2 separate regions of the Sus scrofa genome follow, and region 1 is linked to region 2. Evidence: chromatin contacts called from public targeted proximity ligation data. All regions are on one chromosome and are shown on one strand. The core of a region is the stretch at or near the end of the contact, and the rest is flanking DNA. Distances in the headings are between cores, read along the strand shown.

Evidence for each region.
Region 1: a contact with region 2 is called in a targeted proximity ligation map of skeletal muscle, with 13 times the contacts expected there. A contact is called at or near these places in 2 of 47 Hi-C or Micro-C datasets (heart right ventricle and skeletal muscle) and 2 of 2 datasets of targeted methods (alveolar macrophages and skeletal muscle).

The regions. Positions count from the first base shown.
Region 1 is chr5:91,071,655-91,074,354 of Sscrofa11.1, reverse strand. The region is part of intron 3 of LOC102159120 (a long non-coding RNA gene); the gene reads right to left. Among named protein-coding and RNA genes, the nearest start is that of BTG1, 260 kb to the right of the region's middle.
Region 2 is chr5:90,449,921-90,452,620 of Sscrofa11.1, reverse strand. LOC110260821 (a long non-coding RNA gene) reads right to left here. Exons shown (of 3, transcript XR_002344330.1): 3 at 2,382-2,700. Among named protein-coding and RNA genes, the nearest start is that of PLEKHG7, 140 kb to the right of the region's middle.

The DNA of each region.
Region 1 (2,700 bases), core at 180-2,679, 620 kb before region 2:
ACCACTTGACTCTGAGCTAATTTAAAGAGAGAATAGCCTGGATGGGCCACACCTAATCAGGTGAGGTCTTTACGAGACAGGGGAAGTGTTACGGGGATGCCCTCCAGGTGACCTCAGAAGTGAAACAAATTGGCATGTTGTGACAGAGCCTATGGACCACCCATGTGGCAAGGACCTGAGGGTGACCTCCAGGAGCTTAGAGTAGTCTTCAGTCAATAGCTAGCAAGAAAAAAAAAAAAAAAAAAATTCTGGATCATACAGCCTCAAAGAAATGAATTTAGCCAACAATTCTGTGAGCCTGGAAGAGGCGCCTCAGTCTCCAAGAGATCATAGGCCCAAGCAGCTCTGCAATTTCAGCCTGAGCAGAGGACTCAGTTAATCCACAGAAACCTTGACATAAAAAACATGGGATGTTTTAAGTCACCAAGTCTGTGATCATTTGTGATGTAGCCATAGAAAGTAAATAACCTCTCCTCTGTCCCTTCTTTCCCTGTTCCTCTCAATGCTGCAGTCTCAACTGTCCTTAGTTTCCTAATTAAAACTGTACTTCCATGACTGTGGCTTTGCAAAGAATGCTCATATTGTCTGGAATGCCCGTTTCCTTTTTTCTGCCTCTTGAATATCACCCATCCTTCAGGACCCAAGTCAGCTCATCCTCTGCCAGAAGCCTGGACTGATTGCCCTAGGCTGACTACATTCCTTCCTGTTCTGTATTCCACTACACCCTGGGATCTCTCTCTCTCTCTCTCAAATGACTTAATTGAGAGCAAGAATTTAGAGTATTCACACTCGTGACACTTAGAATTTGGACAGTGCTTAGAACATAGGTGACACTCCGTAAATTGTTGATTAGTTAATGTACCTATTGTTTTCTATTCAAACGCTTCTGTTTATTCAACTTAATAAACATTTATTTTTAGGGCCTTTTATAGCTGCTGCAGACAATAAAAAGATGAGTAGATCGTGTTCCCTATTTCAAAGAGGAGGAATAAGGTTTGTACACAAACAATAATTACGAGAGGCAGAACAACCTGTACCGCAGAAGAACCCGATCAGGAAGAGAGAGATAAGGTCCACAGGATAGAGGCGAGCACACATATGGCTTCTAGCCTCAGCTGTATTTTGGGGAGCAACATCTTCCCATCATTACAAAGCGGGTTGGGACAAGGATGGGGAAAGAAACGGCTGCTCTTATCTCTCAGGGAGCTGGATAGTGAGCAGGGCTCCCGCAGCCCTCGCTCTTCTTCCCGGGCAGCTTGGAGCATGGCAGCGGTGCAAATGGTTGGAGGAAGAAGCAGGTCACGGAGGAAGGGAGGGTTGTTGAGCAACGTCAGCTCTCCCCTAAGACTCTGTGGACACCAGGGCCGTGGGAGAGACAGAGCCACGAAGTCTTGCTTGATGCTGCGTGTGTGGGGCTGCTCTAAGGAGCCCGTTCAACGGCTGCTGGTGTGAAACCCAAGGAAATGTCCCCACAGCGCTGATGTCAACATGCATCATGTGGGCCGCTTACATTGTGAGTCACACACCCACATCCTGTTGCCTTACAATCACATTAATTTTCCCTTTCAGTGACATATCAAAGAGGATGTGTCTTTTTCAGTTTGTTTCCAATAGATGTCTGTTCTTTTTCAGCAGAAAGGAGATGTGTACATGAGTTCTGCCAACGACCACCACATGTGGGCCAGGCTTATTTCCCTCATGAGGGCCAGGAGCTGGTGCCACACACCACATGGTGATTTAATACACTTTGTCATTTGGTATCACTTGAACACCCGCTTCTTTCAAAAACTCATCCATTTAGTTTGTACCATTCAGATAAACTTGCAGACAATGACAAAGAGCATCTGTAATATTAAAATCCACTTGTTCCAGTTGTTCCTCTGAACTTACAAAATGTGGTGGATATAAAGTCCCCGTTATATTTGACTCGATTCCATGGTTTTGAACCTTATCCACTTAATTAACCAAGCTGAAATAATCATCCGATTATTGGATTTGTGTAGGTGCTCATGGCAAGCCCTATTCTAAATTGAACTTCTTTTTAGCTCTGGAAGGAAGGGTAGGATGGAAAAAGAAGTCAAGACTTATTGGAAATAAACCAAGACTATAGAGAAACTTACCATTTTTTCTAGTGTGGAATATTTTCTCTGTTCTTACTTCTTAGAATCATGTATGAGCTAAATTTGATAGTAGCCTGGTTACCTGGAGGAAAGGTCTCAGAGAAGCACCTCTTGGCAGCCCCCTCACTGGGGGACTTTCCAACACTCGTCCCAGCCTCCAGTGCACTCATTATAGTGATGACACATGTCTTGGCAGAATGTCTCCATGTTCAGAAGTAGAACAGCTCCAATGTTCCTGATTCTATTTTAGACTTGTACTAAAGTTATCTGCCCAGCACAGTCTGACTTCTTTAAACGTCATCTAAATTTTTCAGACTTGGTTTGGTCAGCCTGCTAGTCTCATAGGATAAAGAGATAATATTGCCTTCCAGAGTTGGAGCCTAAATATTAGAGACTGTATTGTGAGAAGCCATAAATTTCCCCCAAGGGGGTCTCGTTTACAGTGGTAGGATGCTTATAAGGCCAGCATTGGTTTTCTCGCAAAATGGCATGTGAAACACAAGTTACAAAAATACACTCATGATTTGAAAGGTATCAAGGAGTTTTTAAAAATGTTCTACATTTTGTTTCTGTTCATTAA
Region 2 (2,700 bases), core at 6-2,505:
GACGCCACCTTCTCCTTAGCCATGGTTGTAGGCCCTAGGTTGCTCACTTTGGTCCCTATATGAGCCCAAGATGCAAGAGTAAGGCACACAGAGGCCAGATGATATTTCCAGCCTGGGGTCATGGAGAAAATGGGGCTTGACTGTAAGAGATTACCCCTCTGGGAATCCACCAAAAATAGCTAAAGGACCCAGGGCAAAGTTAACAGTCTATAAGCAACTGCTTGCGCAAATAACATCATTACATTCCCAAGTCCACTGACCCTTGAGCCACTGCCCTAGGGGCTGGGTGCAGGAGCCTCTGTTCCTCCAAACATGTAAGAGAGCCAGGATTGAAGAGCCAAGAGTGTGAAAGGCCCAGGACTCTACACAAGACGGCCTGTGGGAAAATAGATGGTCCAGGCCAGGGTAAGACCTACAGAGGAGTTCATCACTCAAAGACAATGTGCTGCTTGGCCACAGGTCCCCATTTTCTACTTTTTCCCTCCTATTTTCTACTAATTATTTTAGGTGCAGTGGGTCTATTGTGGTGTTCCTGAAGCAATATTTTAGCTATAGAACATCCTCGAAAGTCTGAGTGGAACTGTTCATCATTTTATAACAAAATTCTTCTAATCTATCAGACATTGACCCTGTCCATCGGTATGCTCTACTGATGTAGAGCAGAATGTGCCAAATGCAGAAGCATACAGCCCCTAACACCACACACACATATCTTGATCTACCTGTGCCGTATGACACACTGTATGACATTTGTGTCCCAAAAGCCTTTGTATTCATCAATTGCTTTAGTTTATTTCTTTTCGCTATTTTTCTTTTTTTCTTTTAATCCATTTTTGTAGTTCCTGACAAAGTATTCATCTAACAAGCAGCATTTCAAATATATTTTTTTCAGAAATGGCATTGATACTGAATTTCTCTACTCATTTGAACACCTTAAAAACCACATGAATTACTGGCTGTGTGTAAATAATGCAGAGAGCTGTCCCTTGGTAACCATGAGACCTGGCCAAGTGATTTAGCCTCTCTATACCTCAGTTTCCTCACCTATAAATAGTAATACATGGCTTACAGGGCTGCAGAAGAACGTCATGAGATGACATATGTAAAACAACAGTGTGCATGGCAAACAGAGACGGTGAATAAATGTCAGTTCTCTCTTCTTTCCCTTTAGTTGACTCACGCCTCTGGAGGATACAGCAAATAAACACGACTGACATGGTACATCCTGTGGGTTAAAAATATGATATTCAAAGGCATAGGGTGTTTTCCTTTCTGAAACAACCACTGTACATCCAAGAATAGCTCTGTTTATGCCTGTGTATTTTTATCCATCTGGGTTCACTCAACGCATCAGTTAGTATTTCACATTAGGTTTAAATTTCATTTCTCCCAAGGATGTCTCCCCCAGGCATTTCGGCTCACAAGGATCTCTCACTTTCTGAAATCCCCCCCACCTCTGAATGCATCTGACAGTTCGGTGTGTATGTAGGTATGTATAATTTGCGTACATCAAAATTTTTCTTTATCCAACTGTAAACCTCTAAAGCAAAGATTATAACTAACTCCCCTTTGTATTCTCAGAGCCCAGCACAAAGTGCTGTGCATTCAAGCAGCTGTATGCTTGTTGGCTGACTGACTGACTGATTGACAGATTGATAGACAAGGACTAAACTCCTTTGCTGTAACTGTGTGACAGGTCTGTACAATCTAGAGTTGATACAGGGAGCAGAACATTCCCAAGGAACCCAATCCCCAATTCCCCAAGAGCCTCCAAAATGGTACCCCCTGGAGTAGCTGAGGAGGGCTTCATCCAGCATCTGTGAACGGAGCCAGCTGAGATCTACTATAAATCCGAGAGCTTAATCCACTTCTTCCCCAGCTAAGCAATGAGCGGTGTTTCTTCTCCACAGGAAACAAAAGCATTTGTCCAGTTTAGCACATGTCAGCACACCAGCATGAAGAACAGAAAATCAAGTGCCGTTTCCATGAAGCAAAGTTACTGGGCCAACAGCAGATGCATCTGCTGGCATCAGGCAAGGTCCCTCATGTAAGCGGTGGTATCGCCAGAGATCAAGAGCAGACAAAGCCTAAGCTTTCAGGCTTGGTAAAAAGGCACATCTATTGTCTCCGGCAGACAGTGCCAGAGATAAAGTATCCTGGAGATACAATGTAAGGCAGCCTGAAAATGTACGTGCCAAGCCAAAACGAAAGTGAGGCAGCACAATGGTAAGTACTGAAGGAGCAGCTGGTCCTGGGGGCACCAGACTGTGTCTTTCAGCCCATGTCATCAACACTTGTTCATAGAGTAAACATTTTCTGATGAGGTGCCTGTCAGTATCCATTTATTTATAAATAAGTGAATGAATAGCATCCAACTTACACATTTTTCATGGTCTTTTATTTTCCCTTTAAATTCCAAAACCAGATGAGAAAAGACACCATGTAACAAAGTGATAACACAAGGAGAATGCAGCTCAGTCCTGGAAGGAGAGCTGACGACTGACAGATGATACACATTGTGACAATGGAAAGAGGCAGTTGCAGACTGTTGTTGGAACAAAGGAGGTCAAGTCTTATTCTTTTCTCCTGCTGGCACAAAAGGGTTGGTCACAACTTTTCTTTAAAAAGAAGAAGAAGAAGAATGCATTCATAAATCAAGGCTTCCTGGGCCAGCAGGAACAATCCCAGCACTCCTTAGCT